2 separate regions of the Sminthopsis crassicaudata genome follow, and region 1 is linked to region 2. The links are chromatin contacts, called in public Hi-C maps. All regions are on one chromosome and are shown on one strand. Each heading gives the region's core, a stretch centred on a gene start, on an enhancer-like site or on the middle of the called end of the contact. The rest is flanking DNA. Distances are from core to core; before and after follow the strand shown.

Region 1 (5,883 bases), core at 3,265-5,764, 160 kb after region 2:
TCTATATAAAGGTGAATTGTAATCATCATAACTCAATGAATACTCTCTCAGACAATGGGCTGCAGAGGCCCTGAACCTCACCATCTACTATTGGCACAGAGAATTAACTAAAGGCCCCAGGAAAGTTAGAACAAAGGCACCACATTTGGAGCCAGTCAGAATTTCCCAGAGAAGGGAAACACAAAATACAACATAAATAATGTTAATTTGAGGTTTTCTAAGAACTGAAGAGATTCTGCTTTTTACTTTTTTACACAAAAAACCCAGAGAATCAGGTACTACTATCAGCTCTATTTTTACAAATGAGGAAGCTGAAGCACAGATTAAATGACCTGTCAAAGATAACAGAGTTAGTTATCGTGAGGCAAAATCTGAATTCAGGTCTTGCGGACTCCAGATCTGGTGCTCCCCTAGCCTCTTCGAAGGAAGGTCGAAATCTCCCTTACCCTTCATATGGAGTAGGGGGAAATTTGTACTTTGTTCTCTATGATTATGTTTTAAAGAAGTCTTCACTTTCCAAGACTACTAATCAGTCATCACTACCATCATTTCCTTGATTGACCTTTGGTGGATTAAACAGTTTTAAAAATATTAATCTGAGAAAATCTTTAAGAGTCCGACTTAACACACTTTCAAAACTTTCAAAATGGAAGCTAAAAAAAAAGTCATAAACTAAACACCTCATATCGAATATTAAGCAAAACTTCATACTGTTCAACTACAGATGTCAAATGTCACTAGTATACCCAATTGCACAGGCAGATTTAAATTAACCTCAGGAAAGCACAGAATTTACTTCATTAGCATTAATCATTCCCTTTAAGAACTTATAATGTAAATTACAACATAAATCTTAATACCTGACTGGGGGGGGAGGGGAACAGACTAAAAGCCTGATTAAATGTAAGACTTAATCAGACACCTCAACAGAATGCTTATAACCAAAAGAAAGCAGTTAGAATTCTTCACATTTATTATTCCATGGATTCAGCCCCTTTTTTCGTAATCCTCATAAGAATGCGCGCGCGCACGCACACACACGGGCAGCTAAGTGGTGCAGTGATAGGGCACAGCCCTGAAGTCAGGAGGACCCCAGTTCAAATTTGTGTGACCCTGGACAAGTCACTTAACCCCAACTGCCTCAGCAACAAAAAAAGAAAAAAGAATTCACACAAACTTCCTTTAGATTTAAGTGAAAAGAATAAAAAAGATTCTGAGCTTTTTTGCCAAATGTTCCTATTCACAAAAAAACTCTCTCCATTCCACTGTTAATTATTTCACATTACACCTAAAGTACATTTCCTTAACTATGTTGCTATCTTTCAAATGTATCCATCAGAGCTGATAAATTCCAGTCACATGAAATAAGATTCCATGTTGAAGACACTAAAAGAAAACAGAAAGCAGGTTGTTCATGTTTTTTAAACTACAGCAACTTCAATTTAGAAGACATCTATCTCCACACTATTTCATGGATTCTCATTAGTCAATCAACAGCATTTACTAAGTATCTTCTATGTATAAAGAACTGTTCAAGACAGTCCAGTGAATTATAAATGAACGCCTTATCATCAAGGCTTCCTTTGAACAATTTATATCATCCTTGTAAGGGGAACAATATGAAGTCATCTCCAGCCCTTTTGTGTCCTGGTACCAAATGAGCTAATAACCTAGCAGGGACTAGATTCCTGGCCTGGGATACTTTCCATTTAATAAAGCAGGATTTCATCTACTATGACTATTGAACAGATCCTGTAATTAGTCCCATATAAATAGCCTGCCCTCCACTGGCATGGCTAAAGGGGATTATAATAGAGACTGCTGGGTTTTAAACATTCCTACTGCATTTCATGTAAAGGAACATATAGAGTGCCAGCCTGGGAGGCCCCAAACTTCAGTTCTAACACTCCCCTCTCCCGGTCAGCAGCGGGATCACCAAGACCTCACACAATTCTCAAAGAGTATAAAAGTTATAAACCGATCGCAATTTGCTTTAGTGGAGGAAGTTCACACACTAACAAAACCACAGGTCTTTTAGCACATCCAGGGTGGGGAGGAAAAGGAAGGCAGAAAGGGTCTGCTTCCCTATCAGCATACACATATAAAATCCTTTGATTCTGCTTAACAACGGAAGCAAATGACACCATTAATAGATATGGAAATCACTGAAGGAAGATCAGTTTGAGGAAAATCATCTACACACCTAATTATGGAGGGGGGGGGTGAAATCAAAGAATCCTAAGAGAATACACCAGAGGATCAACAAAAATCCAAAGCACATTTAATTGTTTCTACTAGTCTCCAAACCTCTGAAGCTGCTATAGTTAAAAATCTCACTCACTACCTACTCTAACAAAAACAATTCATGAAAAGTAAAAGGGGGGGAAATCACAACAATTGCCAGTTAGGAAGAGCAAATGAAAATATACATAATGTATTCTATAAACAAGAAAGCGTTATTCATATATAAGCTTTTCTCATTTTTACAAAATTCTAAACTTAAATTGCTGGAGAAAGACCAAATTTATCTAGGAATAAATCTCCTAATCTCTAAAACTATTGTCTTCCTAAGTAAAAAATTGTTATCTTGTTGATTTCGTTTGTGTGGGAATCCTCACCTCCCAAAAAAGGGAAACTCCCTAACTAAAGAAGGTCATCAACTGATCACAACTCAGAGCAGAGCCCGTGGCCCGAGGCAGAGAGCAGTCAATGACTAGCTGGTTTTCCAGATTCCAAGCTCGTCAGTAATCGGTTACACTCAGCAGCTTCCCACAACCAGATAACACTTTGAAAATGGTCCTTAGCCTAAAGGGCCGAGTAGAGGAGGAAATTAAACACCTCCAATTATGCAGGATGCTTTCTCTCAACTACAGATCAGCTGCTCCAACAAACTAATATCCCCGTTAGCTTAGCCTCCCGTAGCCAATAATTAAACAGTCCACCATGCATCTCTATGTCCGCATCATGACCTCGGCAGAAAAGAGAAAAATGCCCAGTATGGACCAATTTATTAATTTAATTTAATAATATCAACAATTTTCTGACTATCCATCATGAAGTTACCAACAGAGAACTAAAACTAAATTTGGAAGCAGGAAAACAGGCATCCCACGATTTATAACCTCGAAGCCCCAGTTCTGTTTCATTTTCAGCAGCAGCACCAACCTCTCATGCTTCTGGGCTGCATCCTCACAGACCTAGAAAAGGATAGTTAAGAGACTGTAGGGCTGAATAATAGCCGAGACAAGTCTTCCCCTCTTGCCTTAACTGCTCGCTATGAGATTTCTGGCAAAGGTCTCTCTCCGCTGCCGGCCTCAGTCTCCCCACATGTAAAACTAGGATAACAACAGCAACAAGGGCCCCTCACCGCTGCCGGCCTCAGTCTCCCCACCAGTAAAAGCCTGGATAATCACAGCATCCCGGGCAAGGGCCCCTCACCGCTGCGGGCCTAGGTTTCCAGAGCAGTAAAAGCTCACTGCACACCTACGCCTCCCCTCGGAGGTAGGGGCCAGGGAAAGAAGACAGGGGAGAGAAGAAGGCGGTCCACGTGCACACTAAAGCGCTTCACAAATCCGAGGGTCCTGAGCGCGGCTCCAACTCTAATCGTCGCCGGGTGTCCCGGGGCCCTAGCCCACCCCTGGCGCTGCAGGGGACCGGGCTCCCAAGAGGAAGCGCTCGCCCGGCGGAGGAGCCTCCCCCACCAACAAAGTAGCGGCTTCTTGGGCTTTAAAGGGACTTCCTCGAGCTGTCAGTGGGGGAAGGGGAGGGGAGGAAATTGACAAGCCCCGAGGCGCGCGCCCCGCGAGCCGCTCCGAGCGCGCCTGCGGGCACACAAAAGGCCGGAGGGAAGGGACCGGACTCGGCCAGGTTCCGCCGGCCAGCCGCCCGTCGGACACCGCCCCCTCCCCCAGCACCGAGCCCGAGCCGGGGCCTCGGGAAGGAGGGAGCGCGCGCGGGCGCCGGCCCCCGGCGCCGGGCGGGATGGCCTGGGGCTCGCCTGGGCCTGTCCCCGGCCCGGCCCGTGCCTCCGCGTCTTCCCGCGGACTCACCTCCCGCACATCCTGCAGACACTCCAGCACGGCCAGGTTGTTGCTCCAAGTGTGCTTGGGGCACACCCGGGTCACGTCTTCCCGACACGTCTCCTCCTCCGCCAGCTTCCAGCCGCCGCTGGGCCCCGCGCCGCCCCGCCGGGCCGGGCCGGCTCCAGCCGGGAAGGGCTGCGGCGGCGGCTGCTGCTGCTGCTGCTGAGGCTGCTGAGGCTGCTGCTGCGGCGCCTGCGGCTGCGGCTGCTGCTGAGGCGGCTGCTGGGCGTGCGCCTGAGCCGGCGGCTCCGCGCCCTCGCCGAAGCCCTTGAAGCCCAGCCCCAGAGGCTGGTGGAGGGCTCCCAGGTTCTGGGACTTCTGGGCCCGCACCGCCACGAGTAGAAGCAGCGGCAGAGCCGCGGACAAGGGGAACATCCTCCGTACACGTCCACACGCCGCCATCTTGGGTCCGCGGCAGCCTCGACGTACCCGGCGCCGCCACGTATTTAAATGAGGGGCGGGGCCACGGGGGCGAGCGCCGCCGTCGCCCCCGGCGAATGGGGAGCGGCCTAGCGGCGCAGGAGAAAGGTTACGGGGAGAAAGGGTAATGCCACATTCAAGATGGCGGCGCCTAAAGCGAACCTGGAGAAGACCGTGGTCCTCTTAAGTTACTTTTTGGTAAACTGAGGAAAGGAAGCAGCGAGGGAGAATGCCGAGTCGAAGTTGTGGGTGATTCTCTGACTGCTGTTACTTGGTGCCTCTCCCAAGATGGCTGCCACATCGCACAGCTGCTGGAGGCAACATGAAAAAACAACAACTTTATGTGTACAGCGATTTCCCTGACAATCCAGTTCCTCCTGCCCCGGGAGGGGGGGTGTGCGAGAGCCTCCCGGAATTCTCCCGCAAGTTCCTCGCCACCTGCTCCCAGTGTATTTCGTGGAACCCGAGGGCTCCCGGGCTCTAGGCGTCTTATAATTGGCATGTGGATTATGATCCTGCTGCTAAAATTTAACAACCGGCAATTTGAGGGGGAGGAGAGATGCATACACGACTCACTTTTGTTCTATTATTTTTTATTCAAGTTTATTCCGCTTCACTTACATTTTCTCCATCACTAAAGTCTAAACAGTGAACAAAAGTCAAACCCCGATTTGTAGCGTTGGGTAAAAATGCTCACACTGAACATTTAACCATCAGACCTTGTCCTGCACGCCCCTAAATCCGATCGTAAAATAGCTGGCATTTGGAGCTCCTTAAGATACCCAACTCTACAAATACCTCATTTGTCCTCGCATCAATCCTGGGGGCAGCTTCTATTATTCTCATTTCCGGGCGAGGACGTAGGGGCACAGAATAATGGAGTGACCTGCCTGGCGAGCATCTGAGAAAGACTTGGAACCCGAGATTTCCCGATTCCAAGCCCGGCTTTGTCTGCTGCCAGTGACAGAAAATGTCTTTCGGACTTTAGTCTGTGCTCCCCTGGCAGGGCCCGGAGAGGAAAGGAACCGGCACCACTCGGTTTCGGATTTCCCAGAGTTCTGGTCAGAGTGAGCCCAAGGCATGGGGTAGGGGTGGCTTTCAGTTGGCTACTCCCTCTCTCTGGGCGGGTAGAACAGGAGCCAGAACCTAGAAGTGTCTGCCCCGGCCCAATCCCCCAAGAAAAAATTTAAAAGGAAAGAAAGTAAAATGTATAAAGTGTTTGGAACGCTTCTGGACAAGTTTTTTCCATTTTAAAAAAAAAGTTATTTAAAATTTATAAATTCAAGACTCTCAACTTCATTTTGGCCACGCCCACATCAAGTGTTCAGTAATTATACAATAACATCACTCATTTGACCAATTAGGTAACTGTGTCACAGAA
Region 2 (6,737 bases), core at 1,593-4,092:
CCCACCAGCAAGCACCAGCAAAAGTCAGAATGAAAATGCAGAGGAAAAAAACTGTGTAGAAAGAATCCCCAGGAAACAAACTCCCTTGAGCCGAAAGAGTCAGAGATGAGGCCATATCTCAGAGCCAGCCAGAGCCGTCAGCTGAACAGGTTACTCTAGGCTGCGAGCTTTAAGGGGACAACAGACAGTGCTTGGAGGTGTAGAATCATCACCATGGGCCACTTGTGGGAGACGATTTGTGGAAGAGATCATAAAGAAAAAAAAACAGGAACTGAGTCTCCAAATATGCCACCAGGAAGAAGGAAGAGAAGCAAAGGAACCAAGAAATCTTAAAGGAAAAAAGTAAAGAAAACCAAGATAAAAATCATTTGAGAATAAACAGGCTGCAATAATCTCTGCCGGCAAAAGGGTGCTGGTGAACAGGTGTCCAAAGTCCTGAAGATGGGGCGCCTTCTCCAGAACATCAAGGTAAGGTTACTAAAAATCGAGGAGTCCAAGAAAACAGGCCCTGCCCCAAAGCAGAGGGAAGAGAGCGAGGAAGAAGATGTCAGAAGATGGTGAGGGGAGCATCAGAAGAAAGGAAAGAAGGCACCACCAAGCAAGCAAGCCCCCTGGCCACACTTGCCTAGTAAGGAAGTCCGAGCTCCAGCAGGGACAGCAGCTCCCCCGTCAAGAAAGCAGCCCAAGCCCTGACAACATAATTGTCACAAAAGGTGTTCCAACTAAAATGTAGCCAAAAAAAAAAAAAGACAATGCCAAGATTGAACAGAAGAAGATGGGGCAAAGACTCTGAAGCCGCCAAAGTGATGAAAAGATGGGCAAGCGCAGCCAGACAAGGCTAAAGAGGAGGCCGTGGAGGACGAAGCTGCCTGAGGAAGAAGCGCGGAGATGAGCACAAAACTGAGGAGTCACATCTGCCAAAGAAGCAGCTGCAGAGCAAAAAGGAAATTGAGAAAGAGTGAAACTCCCAAGCCAAGGAAAAAACCTAGAGGCTTTTAATCTCTTTGTCAGAATTCAGGTTTTCACCAAAAGTTCTTCTGAACTAAAAACGGACACCACTGACTCTTCCGCAAAGCCCGATCACTGTAGACGGGGATGCCAAGCTGTCACATCCGGCAATTTTGTGATAAGGAAGCTGAATGTGATGACAGCTGGGAAAAAGCTGTTGGCAGCAACCTGAAAATCCTTGACTGAAATTAAATAGGAAAAAGCAAAATAAATTAAAAAGATATCATGCAAAGAACCTGTTTTACACAATTATGCAGGAGAAACTAAAGGAATGTTTGAAGAAGCTTTTGAATTCAATCGGTCTCAAAGATGGGAACGACTTACATTGAATTTGTGACAGAAGCCCAAGTGCCCAAAGTTCTGGAAGAGACACATCCGCCCCCTCCCCCATATATACAGGAGCAGAGACTGAAGATTAGGCCATTCTTCTGAAGTAAAATATAAAGGTCAAAGACCTTCAACGCAAAGAAGAATTCCGGGAGCGAGAACAAGCCAGAAGAAAAGCAAAGACATTTATACTGAATAATTCGCCCACAGTGCCGCTGGAAAAAGTCTCCATTCAACGGCACGTCCAAAATAAGCCAGGCGGACTGTGGAACGACCGTCGGCTGCAGCTGCAAACGCAGCCGCGAATTTGTGATAGAAAAGGGAAACTGAACACAATCAGACCGGAATTAAAAGGAAAGAAAGCAGAGCGTGTCCAGCGGGATTCTATTTGTCTAAGTCCGGCGTCCTAAATGATATTTCAAGGGAAAGAGCCCGATGGTTTGGACTAGACAGATGTTCCATAGAAACTTTCTGAAGAGATGGCCACAGAGGGAAGAGTTGACCGTATATGAGTTAAATATATGAGTTGTCATAACGCTGTAGGAAATGTACAAAACCCAGTTCCCCTTTTAACTTTCTTGTAGTAGTTTTTAATATCCATTTTTAACTTTTTTTTTTTTTGAGATTTTTTTTTTTTTTTTTTGCTTCAACAGTCCGTCTTGGGACTATTTAAAATTGCCTAAACTGAAAGCAAACAACCAAAAATCCAATCCACAAGCTGTTTAAGTACCGGACGTAAAGGAAAAGGGGAACAAGTGGTCCAGAACCGCGTATTCTATCAGCGCTCCCAGGACTTCGCGGCCCACCTCGACGAGGACAAACCAGGAACTTTTCCGATCTGGAGATCTAGAAGTCCGAGGGCTACAACAATGGGGGGGCTTCCCCGCCTCCAAACAATGGCTTATTCCAAGTTCCCACAGGCAGCCCCGAGGCCTCGGGGGAGGGTCCGGTTAGGAAGAGCGTCGTAAACCCCAGTGCTGGCCAAGGAGGGGGCGCCGGAGCTCGGATCCAGAGCTGGGGGAGGAGGGCCCCGCTGCAGGCACAGGAGTTATTCCGCGGGCCCGGACCAGCCGAAGCTGAGTCTCTAAGGACGCTAACAGGTAACAGCGGCCCCGCCAACGCGGAGGCAGGGGGTGGGGTGAGAGGGGAACCCGACCTCCAGCCCGCGGGGGTGGGGGGAACTTAATCTCGAGCCGGCGGCGAGGGCGGGGCCGGGGCAAGGGCGCGGGGCGGGGCCGTTGAGGGCGCGCGGGGGCCGGGAGCCCAAAAGAGGAGACGGAAGGAGGCTCGCGGGCCCCACCTTACCTCACGGCCCCGCCGCGGGCTCCGCGCCTTGGGACTCCCCGCCAGGGGGCGAGCAGCTGGCGGCGGCGAAAGGGCTCCGAGAGACAGCTCCGTTTCGGGGGTGAGGGGTGGAAAGGGGGCGCGCGAAGAGAGGACGAGCCGAGGACGAGGAGCCCGAGCTCCCGACCTTTCGCGCTTTACGGCCCCTTCTGCAAGGGTACGGCGGCGGCCGTCCCGTGCGCGTGCCGTCACGCCGCCGGCCCCGCCCAGCCTCACCACGTGGTATTGTTTGGGTTCCGGAGCGGGCCCCACGTGCGGAGCCGCCGGACCTGTTTTCCTCTTCCCTCAGCAACCTTGCAGACCCGAAGTCTTCAGCGGCCCCGCTTTTTGAGTTGAGCCATTAGCGTTTGAACACGTCTCTTCTTAAAAATCACGACAAACTTTATTGATAAAAATGTTTTTTAAAATACCGTTACATGTTTAATGCGGGGTCACAACACCCAGTACAATGCGGGTATGTCGGCGCCGGCCCAGAATTAGGCGGGCACCCGTGGTCGAGGGCAGGCGCCGGCCCAGAATTAGGCGGGCACCCGTGCTCGAGGGCAGGCGCCGGCCCAGAATTAGGCGGGTACCCGTGCTCGAGGGCAGGCGCCGGCCCAGAATTAGGCGGGCACCCCTGCCTCAGTGCAGGCGCAGTCCCAGGAGTAAGCGGGCATCCATGCCTCGGTGCAAGTGCAGGCAAAAGCTGGCCCAGGCCCCTAGGGGCAAGCTGAGATGCAGACCGGTGCCCACCCCTTGGAGCAGGCGCAGACGGAGACGGGCCCCAGCCTCTCCGCACAGGCGCGGACGGATGCAAGCCCCACCTGTGGGTGGCGGCTGAGGCGGTGGCAGCGGCCACGGCCATCTGATTTCTCCGCCAGAGATCCAAGGACCGGCTCACCACGTGACTCTGTAGCAGTTTGCTGCCTTCTTGTAGCTGCACGCCGTTCATGACGTAGAAAGCTTCCCGCGTCCAGAGGTTGCACTGGCGCTCTATCGCCAGCAGCCTGTCCCAATTTAGGCCTTCTGGGGCCCGCTGCAGCAATAGAAGTTGCACCGCCGTCTTGAGGTCTGCGCTGCATTGGAAAGCGGCCGCCAGGAGCCGCGGGAAGCCCGTGCCGCTCTCCATTCGGATGCAGCTCAGCACCATGGGCGGGAGGTTGCTCAGGACCCTCTGGGCGGCGCGCTCCTCCTGGGCTGCGGAAACAAGGGAATGGGGGGATGGGTGAGGAGCGGCGTCCTAACCCCGCGGCGAGCAGGGCGTCATTAAGCAGCCGGCGGCTTACGGGGCCCAAGGAACACCCCCCTACCCTGGCTCCTGCCCTCAGGCACTGCCATAAGGGCACTCCCGTAATGACCGACGGCCAAATATAATTGGTAGCCCCTGTATGCATTTTAATTTATGCCAGTAAAAACAATCAGAAGACATTATCTTTACTGCCAAATGGGGATCCCGAGGCTCAAAAAAAAAAGTGAAAACCCTCCTCCGCACTCGATCCCCCATCCGGGAGCTAATCGTGGACGTGCCCCTCTCGGCTCCCATCCTCAGACCTCAATCACGAAGGACACTTTCAATTATCTGTCAGTGAATCTTATCCCGCCGCTCATCCCCTGGGAAGGCCGACTCCGGTATTACAGCTTCCCACTGATATTTACAACAGTTTAAGATGTATGAAATGGAATTCATTTTTATTCCTCCAACCTTTCCCCTTTAAAAAAAACACAACTAAACTGAGCACCTCTTTCCGGCTTAAGTAGCCCGCCCTCTGCCCCCACCTGAAGTACCTCAAACACAAATTCCATCAATTGCTGACGTTAGGACGGAGGGCCGTTCCATTCTGCTAGGGAAGCTTCCACTAAGGTCTTTCTCTTATAATATAATACTTTTTAGATAGTTTAATATTTGGCCCCACATGTTTTCCCACTGGATTGTCTTTTTCCCGAGAAAGAACGAAGTTCAACTTGTGTTCCTATTTTAGGCCGTCCGGCTGAGGTTCAGTGTGGTCGCCCGCAGACAGGGTGACGTATCACCCAAGGGCAATTGGAAAACAAGACCCGTCCCTAGCATCACATCCAGTCCTGCAGCCACCGGTACCTGTTATAAACTCCAGGGCAACACCTCCATATAAAAATGGATTCCTCTCTGGCCGGTGCAAGTTAGAATTCAGAGCTGCCAGCCTGGCCTGAAAATTACTTATCGGCCTGGCGTCCATCTGGGAGGTTTCATCCACGCTCTTCAGAGGGCTGTCTAGAAATGAACACATCACTCAAAGGGCAAGAAGCCATAAAACAACCCAGACTTTTGTGTTACTCACTCTTTGGGCCCCGCGTTGACTCCATTAGTCCTTAGGATTCTGTTCTCTCCTAACACAGTCACTACCTTAGAGCACACCCTTATCACTTTTCGCTTAGATCATGATTATTTAGCCTGCTCCTTTCTGATCTATTTTGTGCCAGTCAATAATAGCATTAAATGCCTACCGTGAGCTAGACATTGTGCTAACCAATGGATGTAAAAAAAAAAAAAAAAAGCTGAGTTTGCCTTCCGGGAGCTTACAATCTAATGGTAGAAACAACATGCAAACAATTCTATACAAACTATGGGATAAATAGAAAGTAATGAAAAGAGGGAAAGCGCTGGATTTAAGAGGGTTCCAGGCAGTTTCCTATAAAGAGTAGGATTCTAGTTGCCAAAGTTATCCCCATTCCCCTAAACCCAACTCAACAAATAGGTTCCCTTTTACTTCTAGGAGCACACAAAAATCCTACATTTAGCATTTGGAATTTTACACAACCTTCAGCTAGTTCCATTTTCCCTCCTACACGCTCCAGTCCCCCACATACTCCACAAAGCGCAGCCCTCACATCAAAGGCTCCCTTTCTTGCCTCTGCCTTTGCTCTCACTGACCTCCATGCCTCCAGTCACTTTCTGCTGACTTACCTCAGACTCTTGGAATCCTTGCTTCTTTCAAGTCAAATATACATCAGCTGGAAGATGGAGTACTCTCCCCGCCAGCTCACCTCAGTCTCACCACGACCATACATGGCTCTCTAAAGCTACTTCCCATCCATTCAGTCTCCTACAAGTACTTCTAGTGTCCTGGGCAGGGACCCCTTTATAGTCTTCCCTTCCAGAAAGCCTACTCTGCTAAGCACTTAATAAACGCTTTCTTGATTGGTCGTTCCCAACAAACACACACACAAATACACGCCCATTTGAATTTCAAACTCCTTGAGGGCAGGGAGTTTTTGCTTTTCCTTTGTATAGTGTTTAATTAATGCTTGTTAAATGATTGCATTTTCATGGAATTATATACCAGAAAAGCACCTTAAAGATAATTTAGTAAAATTCTCTCTTTTTACAGAGAAATCTGAGTACTAAAGCTAGATTAGAATGTTTTTCATATCCTTCCTTTGGTAAGCTTCCGTATAGAAATGTTTAGAGGCTTCTTGGGGCAGGGGAAAGACCACCAGTTTATTTTAGGAATTTCCTTGAACATCAGGTTTAGGTGGGATTGACTAAAACTGATCTTGGCTTTGTCCTTGATATGGGGTGGGGAGGGGGAGGAGGGCAGGGAAGAGAGGGAAAGGAGAAGAGTAAAAGAAACAAGCATTATCCAGCACTTAAATGCTAAATGCTTTACAAGTAATCTCTCATTTGAAGTAAGCAGCCTCAGAACAACCTTTAGGCCCAAAAAATGAGCTGGGAAAGCCATACTGGGAATGACAAAAGACCCCAGAACAACATCCATAATGCATGTTGAACTTCCAGAGTCTTTGTTTTAAAGATAACTAATCCACCCAGAAATAAGAGAGAGGCTAAAGTACAATCATGGCCCCAACAGAAGCAGCTGTAGCAAAATTCCTGCCTATACTAAACGCCAGCCTTAATATCTGTGTGATGGGTTAATTTATTCACCTCCACCTCAGTTCCTTATTACGAAAAATGAGGAATAGAAATAAATGAATTCTTAAGATCTAAACCCTATGACCCCAGATAATTAACTGTCCATATCTAGTCCCAAAATATCAAAGTTCCATTCTGATAGTCGATATAAAACACCTCTTAGGAATACCTT

What was found. Hi-C and Micro-C count contacts between places; a contact is called where the count stands out from the background.
Region 1: a Hi-C map of fibroblasts shows a contact between it and region 2, with 8 times the contacts expected there. The contact joins the promoter of GLG1 here to the promoter of PDPR in region 2. A contact is called at or near these places in 2 of 2 Hi-C or Micro-C datasets (fibroblasts and hippocampus).

The regions. Positions count from the first base shown.
Region 1 is chr2:42,051,575-42,057,457 of ASM4859323v1, forward strand. GLG1 (golgi glycoprotein 1) reads right to left here and starts at 4,515. Exons shown (of 26, transcript XM_074285990.1): 1 at 4,050-4,515. The coding sequence starts at 4,484.
Region 2 is chr2:41,889,238-41,895,974 of ASM4859323v1, forward strand. It overlaps PDPR (pyruvate dehydrogenase phosphatase regulatory subunit), which reads right to left and starts at 2,843. Exons shown (of 18, transcript XM_074285987.1): 1 at 2,641-2,843. It overlaps LOC141554258, which reads right to left and starts at 5,833. Exons shown (of 3, transcript XM_074285989.1): 1 at 5,600-5,833; 2 at 4,754-4,906; 3 at 2,914-3,855. The coding sequence starts at 4,871. The coding sequence ends at 3,092.